Linked DNA regions of Mus musculus: all the other regions are linked to region 4. The links are chromatin contacts, called in public Hi-C and targeted proximity ligation maps. All regions are on one chromosome and are shown on one strand. The core of a region is the stretch at or near the end of the contact, and the rest is flanking DNA. Distances in the headings are between cores, read along the strand shown. Region 1 overlaps 4930526L06Rik (RIKEN cDNA 4930526L06 gene). Region 2 overlaps Ms4a12 (membrane-spanning 4-domains, subfamily A, member 12). Region 3 holds the start of Pfpl (pore forming protein-like). Region 4 holds the start of Mrpl16 (mitochondrial ribosomal protein L16). Region 5 overlaps Ms4a20 (membrane-spanning 4-domains, subfamily A, member 20).

The links. A called contact is a pair of places that touch in the nucleus more often than the background predicts.
Region 1: a Hi-C map of B cells shows a contact between it and region 4, with 16 read pairs. A contact is called at or near these places in 7 of 39 promoter capture datasets (the 3T3-L1 cell line, cranial neural crest, embryonic stem cells and 3 more), 1 of 484 Hi-C or Micro-C datasets (B cells), 1 of 130 datasets of targeted methods (large pre-B cells) and 2 of 9 other capture datasets (embryonic stem cells and liver).
Region 2: a contact with region 4 is called in a targeted proximity ligation map of bone marrow-derived macrophages, with 6 times the contacts expected there. A contact is called at or near these places in 8 of 39 promoter capture datasets (the 3T3-L1 cell line, cranial neural crest, embryonic stem cells and 4 more), 3 of 130 datasets of targeted methods (bone marrow-derived macrophages, embryonic stem cells and large pre-B cells) and 1 of 9 other capture datasets (liver).
Region 3: a Hi-C map of liver shows a contact between it and region 4, with 2.1 times the contacts expected there. A contact is called at or near these places in 10 of 39 promoter capture datasets (the 3T3-L1 cell line, 3T3-L1-derived adipocytes, the C10 cell line and 4 more), 5 of 484 Hi-C or Micro-C datasets (B cells, liver and pre-B cells) and 3 of 130 datasets of targeted methods (the SCID.adh cell line, bone marrow-derived macrophages and pro-B cells).
Region 5: a contact with region 4 is called in a targeted proximity ligation map of memory CD8 T cells, with 18 read pairs. A contact is called at or near these places in 4 of 39 promoter capture datasets (the 3T3-L1 cell line, 3T3-L1-derived adipocytes, embryonic stem cells and 1 more), 2 of 130 datasets of targeted methods (large pre-B cells and memory CD8 T cells) and 1 of 9 other capture datasets (embryonic stem cells).

Annotation. Positions count from the first base shown.
Region 1 is chr19:11,243,147-11,245,874 of GRCm38.p6, reverse strand. The region is part of intron 1 of 4930526L06Rik (RIKEN cDNA 4930526L06 gene); the gene reads right to left. Among named protein-coding and RNA genes, the nearest start is that of Ms4a12, 12 kb to the right of the region's middle.
Region 2 is chr19:11,224,889-11,227,729 of GRCm38.p6, reverse strand. Ms4a12 (membrane-spanning 4-domains, subfamily A, member 12) reads left to right here. Exons shown (of 7, transcript NM_001374133.1): 3 at 2,029-2,166; 4 at 2,691-2,747. The region is part of intron 1 of 4930526L06Rik (RIKEN cDNA 4930526L06 gene); the gene reads right to left. Among named protein-coding and RNA genes, the nearest start is that of Ms4a12, 6.1 kb to the left of the region's middle.
Region 3 is chr19:12,426,577-12,429,315 of GRCm38.p6, reverse strand. It overlaps Pfpl (pore forming protein-like), which reads right to left and starts at 1,411. Exons shown (of 2, transcript NM_019540.2): 1 at 1,268-1,411; 2 at 1-979. The coding sequence starts at 929.
Region 4 is chr19:11,768,979-11,771,810 of GRCm38.p6, reverse strand. Mrpl16 (mitochondrial ribosomal protein L16) reads right to left here and starts at 1,396. Exons shown (of 4, transcript NM_025606.3): 1 at 1,287-1,396; 2 at 944-1,009. The coding sequence starts at 1,341.
Region 5 is chr19:11,106,472-11,109,210 of GRCm38.p6, reverse strand. All of the region lies in intron 4 of Ms4a20 (membrane-spanning 4-domains, subfamily A, member 20), which reads left to right. Among named protein-coding and RNA genes, the nearest start is that of Ms4a20, 23 kb to the left of the region's middle.

The DNA.
Region 1 (2,728 bases), core at 200-2,699, 530 kb after region 4:
ATGGTGGGCCATTTCCACGAAACTCACTTGCTTGCCATAGACTTTCCTAGATGGCTTCCATCAGTATTCGATTCAAATTTGAATTGAATCTTAGAAAATAGGTTTAAATAAATGTAAAGAGAAAAAGAAAAAAAAAACTATCATACATAAAAAAAAATGAAAGTACATGAATTAGTCACTTGATATGATGGGGTGGATGAGAGTCCCCCAGGATAGTGATATTTCCTTAGGAACGCCTGCATTTACCTGTCAGCAAAAGAACAATTTATAAATTTATAAACAATTTATAAAGGAGCAACGGAGGTCACCTAAGAAGGTAAAGCAAGGACTTGGAAATGTCTTAGTTACTTATCTGCTGCTATGATAAAACATCATAAACAAAGTAACTTATAAAAGAAGTAGTCTAAGTGGACTTATGATCCCAGAGAGAGTTTATGATGGTGGATTGAAGGAAGCTGGAGCAGCAGCTGACAGCTCACAACTCACCTACAAGCAGAAGGCAGAGAGCACAATGGGAGTGGCTAGGGTCTTTTGAAACTTCAAAGCCCTGACCCCAGTGACTTGGCCAAAGCCATGCCTCCTAATCCTTCCCAAAGAATTCCACTATGCCATATGCCAGTACTCAAACATATGAGTCTATGGTGGCCATTCTATTCAAACCAGCACAAGAAGCTGAGGAGAAAAAGCCTCAGGGGAAAAGGAAGAAGCAGAACACGGCTGCAGAGAAACTCTCTAGAATTAGAGCCGAGCAGAGGCCACTGGATCCGGGGTTAGGGGAAGCAACTTTGGGAAAGCATTAATAAGAAAAGACAGTACAGTTTGTGGAAAGTAATATGCTATGAAAAATTCACACTGAGAGCTGACTCTGCCTTTCAGATGTCTTTACTTTAAAGGAGAGTGATGGGCAATGGTTTGCATAAGAATCTGGGCAAGAAATTGCCCAGAAGGCTACCTCTTTTAGCAAAATAAGTGAAATGTATTGCCTGCTACCATGTAGTGCCATTCTAAGGGCAGAGACGAGATGTGAATAGCGTTGAGAGACTCCATTGGGTCTACAGAATTCAGATGTGTCAGTCTGCATCTTCTTGGCAGTGGTTAAAGCAAGGTATGTAATGCATACGTGGCACTAAAGATCAGTCATGTCACTCCTGGTTTGTTGATGTCCCACTGGCGTGTTGACAGTAGTGTGTGGCATTCACGGTGTGCTTGATCCTCAGCTTTGACAGGAATAATCACTATGGCTACACAGTCAAAATAAAATTTCAGGCTGTAGTATCAAGAACAAGGACACAGCTCCAGGGAGCAGCTGAGAGGTAAATGGGTACAAAAGGTTCAAAAGCTCTTGTCATGGACCAGCTCAGACAGGGAACAGCTCAGACATGACTCTTCAATAGCTCCCACAGTATGGGGCCACCCACAGCTAGCCAGAGAAGCTCTGCCCTCATCTTTGGAGGAAATGAAACTTGATAAAATTGGCTTTTTCATTTTACAGGAAACAGCTGCAATGAATCTCAGCATATGACAGGAAAAGTGTGTGTGTTGCAATATGTTAGAAAACTTTATTGAAACTTCTTCAACCAACCAACACAGAAATTCTTTTAAATAAATTCAATTCTTATGCTTGTCAAAAATAATAAGTAAAGCTCACTCTAGGATGTATTTATAGACCCTTCACCACAAAGAACTGCTAGAGAGTAATTTGAACATCTTTTTCTTAGATGCACTCACTATACCTGCATTAATTCCTTACTTTTTCTTACACTGTAACATGTTTAAATTTTTACTATATTGTAGGTGAAATTTTTCTATCTTAGAGTTAAGCAAAATAATGACATGTCTTAACAAACCTATATGAAAGGTTCAGTGAAGTATTTAGGTACATGACTAACACTTGAAAAAGTGCTAGAAAGGATATTTAAGTTATGATGTCAATGATAATAATAATAATAATAACTAAAGCCAGATATTCACTTTGGTGAAAGGCCATAGCAGAAAAACTTCCTAAGAGGAGATGTGCCATCTTCACCTCTTCTGCAGAGAACAATGCATTGCTGTGGGAAGTGAGAAGGGTGTTTGATGATGCAGGTCAGGGACACCCTTGTGTCTAATTCCTCACTTCTATTCTCTGATAGAAAGATAGGACAGGACTCCATTCCTTTCCTGCCAGTTCCAAGGAAGAATTTTAAAAAATGACTACCAGGACTCTGGGCTCTCATTCCTTTTGATAAGTGGGGCTTAGACCTGGAGAAGAATCGATGAGTGTGGGGGTTTCAGTGAGAATGACCCCCAAAGGCTTATATTTTGAATGTTTGATCCACCATTGATAGAACTGCTTGGAAAAATCAGGACGTATGGCCTTCTTGGAAGAGGTGTGCCACTGGAAACAAGCTTTTAGGTTTCAAAAGCCCACACCATTCCCAATTAGGTCTCATCCTCATTGTTGTGTCTCAAGATGTGAGCTGCTACTGCTCCAGTGCCATGCCTGCCTGCCTGCTGCCATGCTCTCTACCATGACGGCCACAGACTCACCCTCTGAAAGTTTAAGCCCCAATGAACTGTTGTGTTGGTCATGGTGTCTTGTCACAGAAATAAAAACATAACTAAGATAGGAAGAGAGTACAAGGAGGACATTCATGGCCAGGAGTGTGTGAAACAAAACTAAATTCTGCTTTAAACCAAGGATTGCTCCTATGCCATAGAGAGTCCAGGCCCTGCATCTTACAACAAG
Region 2 (2,841 bases), core at 55-2,554, 540 kb after region 4:
GAGTGTCCCATCTGAGATGTAACATTGGCTAAAAATGGGTCCATCACCTCTCAGAAGCTGTGTCTAAAGGATGATGTAATCTGTGGATGTACAAGAACTGTTCAAAGAGAAGGTTCATAGCTTTCACAAGGTTTAGTGCATCTCAACAATATATTATTGTTTTAGCATAATTCATGAAATTATTTTTCCTTTAATTCAATTTAAATTTATTTGGTACCTATTCATTGAGGAAATAAACACAGAAGTTTCTGTGGCTACAGTCTTCCTGGGTAGATAAAATATAATCGTAAACTTGGGACAAAATGATCTATGGAGATGTTTCTGAGCTTTGGACCAATATAGTAACTGTTGTTTCTCAGAAATCCATGTGTACTCTACAAAGAAAGTTTTGATAAGAGTTACAAAGCAAAAGATTTATCCCTTAGCATTGACAAAATACCTCTTACTTGGTATGATAACAGTTGCATACCAGCAATTAAAAAAAAAAACAACAAGGAATACTAGGATTGGAGAGACAGTGCTGTAGTTAAGAACATTCACTGCTCTTGCAGAAGACATTATCATTCTCAGAACCCACATGGTGGCTCATAACTGCATGTAACTCCAGTCTCAGGGTATCCAACCCTCAAGCCCTTTGGACATCCTTGAGCACCACCAGGCACACGTGTGATGCACAGACATTCATATCCACGCACAAAAAATAAAAAAATATTTTTTGAAATAAAAAAAATATGAAATAGAAAAGCAAGTAATGCCATGGGTTTTACATCTTAAAATGTGAAAAGAATCCACAAAGAATAAAAGCAAATCCATTTGACTAGTATATCAAGACAACTCTGAACGGGTGGAACCAAGCTGAGTCCTAAAGGACAGATTGTAAGTAAGTTTTGGAGATAGTCCGCTGTTATGCATTCTGGGAGTCTGCCCCTTTATAACTGTTTACCCTTGGGCACTTGATTACCTTCTTTTTGTTTTTCATTAGGAATTAGCTGGCTACCACTACTGTGGTGCTTAAAGAGTTAAACAATCAAACCATCCTAGTTCTTGTTCTTTTTTATTTACATCTTTTCTTTTCTTTTTTTTTTTTATTTTTACATTCCATATTTTATTCCTCTCCCAGTCCACCCTCCTAGACCGTTCTACATCCCATATCTCCTCCCTGCCCCCCTGTCTCCAAGAGGTTGTCCCCACCCCAGGTCCCTCCCTCCCTTCCCCCTTGTGGTTGCTTTCTTCTCCCTCCCAAGCAGGACTCGGGCATCCTCACTTGGGCGCTTCCCCTTATTGGCCTTTTTGAGTCCTGTGAACTGTATCTTGGCCACTTGATTTCTTATGGTTTTATGTCTCCATCTAGTTGGTGGAACAGTGACAGAGTGTTATCAGGCATGTGACTAATATTCTAGGAGTGACTTCATTTCCATCGATTCCTTTTCTCGTGACTAGCATTGCCTGGACAGAGAACTGTTTTACTTATACAAGACAGCCCCTGTCACCTCAGTCGCAGCAGTCTTTACAAACAAATGTACTCATGGGGATACCAGGAGATGCTGAAGTAGTCATACTTTCTAAAGACTTCTTTGTAGTTCATTCAGAAATCAAACAAAATTTATTAAAATGTTTATTATGTGTATACATGTGTATGTTTGTGTGTCTGTGTGTATCTGTGTGTGTGCGTGCGCGCACACTCACACGCGTGAGCATGAGTTCGTGCATGCATGCATGCATGCATACATACATGCACACATACATGGAGATCAGAGGGCAATTTGAAAGACTCAGTTCTTTCCAACATACGGGGTCTGAGTATCACACACTGGTCATCAGACTAGACAACATATGTCCTTACCCACGGAACCATCTCACTAGCTCCTCAAAGGTTTTACCTGAGGCCCTTCCTCCCCTGCTGTTTCAGTATACATCAAAATATTCACTGTTTAGGTGAATTCTCGTGGATCACATGGACAGTAAATAAACAGGAATAACTTTGGTTGTGACAGTTATTTTAAAATGCCCCTTGGCTTTCTTTTTTAGGGAGTCCAAATCACAATTGGATTGATGCACATCGGCTTTGGAGTTGTTCTCGGGTTGCTGAGCACCTCATACAATATGACTTGGGCGTTTTCCTCTGTTGCTTTTATTGGTGGATATCCATTCTGGGGTGGAGTCTTTGTGAGTAGATTGCTAGAACACCTCTCCCTGTGCAGGATGGGTGTCCCCAGGCTGTTCACAGCAAGGTTCTTGAAAAGTTCTGTGTCTAATGGCTAGAGGGTTTTTAGAAATAATGGCTCTGATTGAAGAAAGGGGGCCCATCACTCCCAATTCAGGCTTACCTCCACTGCAACTTAAACTCATCCCTAATGCAGAACCAGTGTGTTGGCTGGAGGGTCTTGAAAGGGATGATCGAACATGACAAAGATATACCATTGACAGGATGAGGCTGAAAATAAGATGAAGTTGAGCAGGAGGCTCAGTCGCACATACAAACTCGGAGTCATCTGTCACTGAGTTCTTTACATTCAAGAAAATGAGGGTGGGGAATTGGAGATGTATCCCCAAAAGTTAATCTAAAGAAAAAATACTGAGCTGTATGTGACGGAAACAAGCAAACATAACTGGACCACCCTCTTGTACAAAGAGACATTCCCAGGCACAAGCAGAGAACCTACCATTCACAGATTTGTCTATGTCTACAGTTCATTGCTTCCGGCTCACTTTCCATATCAGCGTTCAAGGAGTTCTCTCACTGTCTGGTAAGCTAGAAAACTTATGTCTACTTCTTAAATTCCTCTAAAGATTGGTTTGATTTACTAGCAAGGAAAACTTGAGCTGGTAGATTGGAAGAGT
Region 3 (2,739 bases), core at 162-2,661, 660 kb before region 4:
AGAGGCAAGCCAGCACGGTCCACTGCCACCAGGTGGTTAATGATGCCCTTCTGCCAGGTTTCGATGGTCATCCCTGGGTAGAAGGGAATTCCTCCAATACTCTGAACCCTAGAACCGGTTCTGTTTTGAAGATAGCCTGTGGCCAAGTTATTTTGATACTCAAAGCCTGTCTCTATTTTGAAGTTCACAACCTTTGCGAAAGTAAATCCAGCAGATGCAGCCACAGCAGCACGGTTTCCCTTATTGTTCTTAAGATAGGAGGACTTTACATGATCCTCCTGAACCAGTGTAGCCCCAGCATCCACACTAGTGATTATGTGTGTGCCATAGTTGAGGATCAAGAGTTCTGCCAGGTAGGTGGCCATCTTCGTCTGGTTTTTCTCTAGACGGTCACAGATTTCCATGAGCTCCTTCTTAAACCCCAAGTTGAGTTCTGCATTTGGGTTGGCTTTCACTGTGTAGACCAAATTTCTCACCTGAGCTCGTGTGGTTACAGCCTGGTCTCTCACTTGAGTGGTCTTTATCCTTTGGAACTCAGAAGAGAACTTGCCGTTGACTCTGGGACGATAATCGAGATTCAAGTTAATGGAAAAGGAAGTAGTGCTTCGGTAATTCTCCCAGGAATCCAGGATTTCTGAGTTCATCTCCAGGTTGCTCTCTTTCTGAGGAATAGTAAAGACATCATCAGGGATGATGTACTGTCCGTCTTCTGTGGTCTTACAGTTGTTGTATGTCAAGTCCATCACTTGCCCCATGTCCATATTCCTCAGATTATCCCAGCCTCCTCCAGGTAGCACTTCCAAAACAGGTAGATTCAGAGCATTCTGGCACTTTTGGAAACCATACTCATGGATCTCTTTAAGTGCCTTCTCCTCTTCAGCATATGCCACTGTGGTCCAGATAAGGACTGTGACAATGAAGCTGTTCATGGTGCAGGTAGTCCCAGACACACACCAGTCCTAAACATCCACCAGAGAGCCTGGGGCAAACAGAAAGATGGGAAAGAGAGTAGTTTCTTAAATAGAAAATTCAACAATTCTCTAAAACCATAAATTGCTCTTCAGCCCATGCTAACTGCAAAATAGACAAATGAGAATTGGTTGGAGTATCTAAGACCACTAGGAGAAGCAATAAATTATAGTGTACCGTATTCCTGACCATATACTCTCCACAAGTCATCCCCCTGTTTTCTTCACCCCAGCTGTTTACCCTGCAACAATGATGAGTTCTCAGAAAAAGCAAATCCCACATTTCACCCTTTTTCTACCTGAAGAGTCTGCTGTAGTGCTTTCTTCACTCTCTCAGGCTTGTTACAATCTTGGCTCACTGTTCTGTTCTCTTGTCAGTCTCCAGTGCCAGATTCTTTTGCCGAAAATGAAGACGCCGTCGCAGCGTCTCCCCTACTTGACACGCTTTTATCTTCACCAGACCCAAGGTATTTCTATCTTATGGACAAGCCTTAGATTTCTCATTGGCTTACTAAGGTTGGAGGCTGTCCTTACAGAAGAAAGGAAATGGAGCAGTACTCACACACATTTTATGATGTCTCATTGCTACTAAGTCCTCATGTCCTGGTGTGGAGATGATGTTATCTGGGGCTGAGATAAAGAATCAAGATAATTCTGTTAGTAGTGTGCTGAGACACCAGTCTGTCTTGTCCTAAGCATTCCATTTACAGAGTTTCTGTTGTTGTTGTTTTTTTTTAAAGATAGAAATAGAAGACAGAAGCCACTCTATTATCTCAATTTTAATTTATCAAAAACATAGTGACCAAGAGCACTGTGCACCAGGATGGTAAGTTGACCCTTAACAGGCATGTTCCTATTTTTCCCCTCCCACTAACCATTTCCTTTGGTCTCTTGCACTGAGTTACGTGTCCAAGCACCTATGCTTTCAGGCTGATCATTCAGGGTGAGTAAATGCCTGGGGTAACACACTAACCAAATTCTGGCCTCAAGCACAGAGAAGCAAGTCTTCCCCCCAAAAGGTGTGAATCTAGGATGTTAAAGGGCACTTTCACTTCCTTTAACAAGCCGGAAGCTATATCTGTTAACTACATACAAGCTTCTGATTCACGCGTAACGTTTATCCTGTACAGGCTTGAAACAAGACCAGATGTATTTCATCATCCAGCCAGGATGGTTACATGGGCCAGGATCATCCATCCCATTTTATGTGGTCTGCAGGAATCTAAGAGGCCCATCTGAAACCCAGCACACAAAGCAGGGAGCTAGGACTCCTGCAGTCTGTGGATTAAACTCCAATCTACAATATGGATGATGTGGCAGTGAGACAGTGATATTTTCTCTTCTCAATAGCTGAGTCCTAACCTCATGTTCTTGGACTTCCTGGTCCACTCCTTCCTCTAAGGGAGAGTTCTCCCACCAAGACTGTCTCTCTACTAAAAGAAGAACCCAGTGGGCTTGCAATTCCTTTTATTATGGAGGGTAGAAAAAGAAAGCCAATAGGAAATGCTTCTGTGTAGTCATATCAAAAACTAGAGAGCTGGAGAGATGGCTCAGAAGTTAAGAGCACTGAAAGCTCTTCCAGAGGTCTTGAGTTCAATCCCCAGCAACCACATGGGGGCTCACAACCATTTGTAATGAGATCTGGTGCCTTCTTCTGGCCTGCAGGCACACATGCAGGCAGAATGCTGTATTAAGTAATAAACAAATCTTTAAAAAAATGACTAGTTAGAAATGAAAGAAAAAAAGTTTAATAAATAAATAAATAAATAAA
Region 4 (2,832 bases), core at 147-2,646:
CTAGATTGCAAAAATACCATTAAAACAAAACAAACAAACGAAAAAAAAAAAAACCTTCTGTTGTATTTTTCTTGGTAAACTTACAAAGTAGGATTTTTCTTGTCACTATCCTCTATATGACATCCTGGGGAAAACAACTGTGACTCAAAAAAAAAATTAAATATGAGAAAGAATGGCTCCATGATAGAATAAACAAAACAGGAAGCCTCAAAGGGCCATCAGATCATTAATGGAATAATAAAGTTGCTGTTCCAAGTTACAAAAACTACTCTCCCTTCACTGACTTCTATGGGCAGCTACTGTGAGACCTGGTAATACGTTCTTACATCTGCAAGTTAGTATGCACTTCTAAGCACACACAGCACCTTATTTATCAAAAATGTTAGGAGTGTTTTGTCTGCATGTATTAATGTGCAGAAGAGGATGTAGGAACCCCTGAAGCTGGAGTCCCAGATGGTTATGAACAATCTTGTGGGTTCTGAGAATTGAACCTGGGTTCTCTGCAAGAGCAACAAGTGTTATTAACTGCTGAGCCATTGCTCCAGCCCACACAGTAGTTTAACAGTTATGTGCCGAAGACCCTCAGATGTCTAGGCCATTTGCAGTTTTGGAGATTTTAGTACATTAAAAAGTTAGATGTACAGGACTGCAGAGCACCTGGCTACTATTGCTAAGTGTCTGCATATCTGTACTATTATTTAGAAGATAAAAAAATCTGATATATGCCCAGTTAGTGCTGACTGGGTAGATCATGGGCCACACATCAGTGGTAGGATGCCTGGGAACTAGCCCAATAGTTATCTGCTTTGCAACATCGAGGGACTTCGCTGCAGTTTGCCTTCCTTACATATATCTGTTGAATCACTCAACGGAGGGAGGAAGCACAAACACACCTTCGATGCCTTTTCTCAGAGAAAAATAAGTGGAAATGACAGGTACTCACTTTCAAAAGTTGGAACTGGGAGGAGCGTCTTCAGACCAGCACTGGTGGGAAGGGCTGCCCAAGAATCTACAATGACAAATCAAACCATTACTGTTACACTCTGATCACTCCTGACAGAGGTGTCTAGAAGCACGGGGGTACGAGTTCCACTAAATGGGCTTCCAAGGAAGCAACTAGGCTCACGGAGCACCGTCTCCCGCACATGACCAGGACCCAGGCCTCCGCATAGTGGAGGTGGAAGAAGTAAGGAAAGCGCAGGACCTATCGCAGTAAGCATAGACTTTGGAATGTGGGGAGGAAGATCGGGGAAATGCCTTTTTAAAAGATGAAACAGGTTTCTGACCTGAAAAGTGCATCCGCAGGAGCGGCGCGGGGACGCGCGTCAACAGCCTCCACATGGCCACGCGTGTGCTGCCGGGTCAGGTTTCTCTCAACTACAACAGTGGCTTTTCCCAGTTCAGAGCTTTGCCGGCCCGCGGACACAAGACAGGAAGTGACGTCATCCTGTCCCACCTTTTATAGAGTCCTGACGGAAGTAGAGGAAACTTCCAGCACCTGGTTCTGGAGCAGGTTATCTGCGGGTTAAAGGTCCCACAGGCCAAGCCACGCCCGAGGTGTTTCAAGTTTCCGCGAGGGTCTTCTCAGTTTTTTTCTGTTTAGTGACAGCTCTGGGTTTTCTCCTTGGTGTAGAAAGCTGCGAAAGCCCGAGGTTTTGTAAGAAGTTGTTCCCTTAACTTTCCGTACATTTATGTCTCTTCTCTAGGGACATAGAAAGATGCTATTGATTTGTCATTGGCTTATTTACTGTGCGCTTGCTGAGTTTGGTCTTGACAAATCTATCAAAAGAGCTGTAGCTGGAGTTTTCAAGGTAAAAGCACTGGCTTGGGCATTCCCAACCGGCTGGGTTCGATCACCTGTCCTTTTACTTTTATAATTAAAAAAAAAAAAGATTTATTTATTTATTATATATAAGTACACTGTAGCTGTCCTCAGACACACCAGAAGAGGGCATCAGATCTCATTACAGATGGTTGTGAGCTACCATGTGGTTTCTGGGATTTGAACTCAAAACCTCTGGAAGAGCAGTCAGTGCTCTTAACCGCTGAGCCATCTCTGCAGTCCCACCTGTCCTTAATATGCTAATTAAAAGAAAGTAACCTCGAAAAGCCATTAATTTAAGGTAGCTTCATTTGAAATAATAAATGATGGACTCCAATGACCATTCAAGATCATTTTCATGGCCCTGATATGAGCTTTAAGCTATTTATTTATTTATTTATTTATTTGAGACAAAATCTCTATGTAGTTCTGGCTGTTCTAGAACTCACTATGTAGATAGGCTGGCCTCGAACTCACAGAGATCTGTCTGCCTCAGCCTACACAGTGTGGGATTAAAGGCATGTACCACCACACCTGGCACCTTTAAGTTTAACTAGTGGACAAACTGGGGCATCGAGTGGGGAGTCCGCTAAAAAGTATGCATAATTAAGCAGTCCTGGTCTAGGCTGATCATTGCTTCAGTTTTGGTTTGGTATGGTGGTCATCTCAAGCTGGCATAGATTAACAGGATTAATTTGTTTCTATAAATGATCAGTTTGGTTTCAAGATTTAGCCTTGTCTTCACAGAAGAGGGGTAATGTTCTGTCTTCAAAGTTTTTCCTTTAAGAAATCCAAGAGAAGGAGCTGGAGGGATGGCTGGGTCGTTAAGGGGATTGGCTGCTCTAGTGAATGGACCACACCATAATTTAATAAGGAAGGGAAATGAAATAATGTATAATTATCCTTTTGGAAATGTTGGACATATAATTTTTCCTGAGGCTGGAGCTTTGTAGTGATTAGAACAAGAGGATTTGTATCTAAGCTTTTAGGAGACAGATGAAATTAGCAAA
Region 5 (2,739 bases), core at 6-2,505, 660 kb after region 4:
AAGAAGAGAAGAAGAAGAAAAGAAGAAGAAGAAGAAGGAAGAAGAAGAAAAGAAGAAGAAGAAGAAGAAGAAGAAGAAGAAGAAGAAGAAGAAGAAGAAGAAGAAGAAGAAGAAGAAGAAGAAGAAGAGGAGGAGGAGGAGGAGAAGAAGAAGGAGGAGGAGGAGAAGGAGAAGTAGAAAGAAGGAGAAGGAGAAGAAGAAGAAAAAGAAGAAGAAGAAGAAGAAGAAGAAGAAGAAGAAGAAGAAGAAGAAAAGAAGAAGAAGAAGAAGAAGAAGAAGAAGAAGAAGAAGAAGAAGAAGAAGAAGAAGAAGAAGAAGAAGAAAAGAAGAAGAAGAAGAAAAGAAGAAGAAGAAGAAGAAGAAGAAGAAGAAGAAGAAGAAGAAGGAAGAAGAAGAAGAAGAAGAAGAAGAAGAAGAAGAAGAAGAAAGAAGAAGAAGAAGAAGAAGAAGAAGAAGAAGAAGAAGAAGAAGAAGAAAAGAAGAAGAAGAAGAAGAAGAAGAAGAAGAAGAAGAAGGAAGAAGGAAGAAGAAGAAGAAGAAGAAGAAGAAGAAGAAGAAGAAGAAGAAGAAGAAGAAGAAGAAGAAGAAGAAGAAGAAGAAGAAGAAGAAGAAAAGAAGAAGAAGAAGAAGAAGAAGAAGAAGAAGAAGAAGAAGAAGAAGAAGAAGAAGAAGAAGAAGAAGAAGAAGCAGCAGCAGCAATCAGAACACCCCAGTGGGGCACAGTGCCCTGCCCACTTCTGCTCGCCCATCATGGTTAGTCACAACTCTGGAAGCTCACATACATGGATTCTGGTTCTGAAGGTTCCCATGTTAGCTGTGCAACCCTGAGCAAAGTACTTTACTAACCTGAGCAAACACGGAGAACACTAGCAAGCTAAAAACTTCGTTCACACGCCTGTAAACCCAACACTTAGGAGGCAGTGGTAGGCAGATCTCTGTGGGTTTAAGGCCACTCTATTCTACAGACCACGTTCCAGAACAGCCAGAACTTCACGGAGAAAGTCTAAAACAAACTTTGCTCTCTCTTTCAGCTAAAGTTTTTTTTCCCCAAAGAGCAGAGGCCACTTTGCTGAGAAGAAGTTTGCCAACTATGATTGTGGGGAACCAGAGTCTGGTTTCCTTGCCTTTTTACCACCACCTAAGCAGTCACTGTTAACATCATGTTCCTTCCGAGTCTTTGTTCTAAGCTCGTAACCCCAAAGTATTGTGCAAGCATGTGTACACAGAGCTAAATATCTGGCGTTGCACTTCCAGAGCAGTAACTAACACAGTTGACCTCAAAACCTTGACAGTCCTCTTGAGATTTTGCTAGTTCCTGACTCAGTGCCAGCTCATATTCAGTTTCTGTTTCTGTGTGAAGGCTGGTTTTGTTGTGGCACAGCCATGGTAGCAGATAGAAGTAAATATGGCCCCTTGGCTGGTTTTCAAAAAATTCACCAAGCATGTTGCTTCTTTTTCCTGAAGCATGGTTGTGTATAGAGTCTAAGTGTCATTTCCAAGCCACAGTCTGCAGCCTTTGGTAAACCTAAACACCTCTGCCAGCCCCCTTCCTCTCCATACTACCTTAAGGAGCAAAGCCTACGTTTCTTTTCTATGCAAAGCCAGCCTGGTCCCTTCTCTGGAAGCAGCTGGCATCATTCCAGTGTTTTTATATTCACATAAGCTTACTACTTTTTATAAATATCTTCTTAGTGGAAGGAGTGAGTAAATATAATAGATGCCTGTTAGGATTTAGAGATGGTTTGGTTTGGTTTGGTTTGGTTTGGTTTGGTTTGGTTTGGTTTGGTTTGGTTTGGTTTGGTTTGGTTTGGCTTTTTGAGACAGGGTTTCTCTGTGTAGCTATGGCTGTCCTGAAATTCTCTTACAGACCAGGATGGCCTCGAACTCAGAGATCTGCCTGCCTCAGCCTCCCCAGTGCTGGGTTTAAAGATGTGCACTGGCACACCCGATAGGATTTAGATTCTTCATCCTTAGAAGAAGTGCTTCATTGGGCCAGCCATGGCCGCCCATGGATCGAACAGAGTGGGATTTCCTCCTGGTTTTCATAGCAGACGCTTAAAATTAAAACTAATTTCACTAAAACTTAAACTGACAAGGAAGGCACAAAGGAGATGACTTGGTGGTTTGTTAAAGCCCTTTGCTGAACTAACATGAGAGCAGAGTCCAGATATCTGAAACACATATAAAGGTCACCTGCCATTGCATCCTCAGAAGGCAGTGGATCCCCAAAACAAGCTGGATAGTAAGACTAACCAGATCAGTGGATTCTGGGCTTGACTGGGAGACTCTGCCTCAGTGAATAAGATGGACCTCAGGCCTTCTCATGCACACATTCATGCACAAGTACATGTATGTATACACACACACACACACACACATGCTTGTTTATGCGAGCATGAAAATGGGAGAAGAAATAAATGAATGAAGAAAGTCTTTAAAATAGGAAGAGAACTTCCTGCTACGCAACTTGAAATTCCTGTGTCCCTTTAAGTCCTTTGCTTTGATTTGCTGTTAAATCACTCCCTCTTCCCATGACCACAACTCATGGTTCAGCTCCTCCTCAATGAGACACCTTCCTTCATAGTCCATACAGTGTCCTTCGGGTCCCTTAAAAGAGTTTGGTGGCTTTTCAAGGGAAACTGGGACTTAAATACTGAAGTGGCACAAATAAGCCTGAAAATTCCTGAACTTGAAACCTGTTGATATCATGGCATTTATTAAAATTCATTACATAACAAA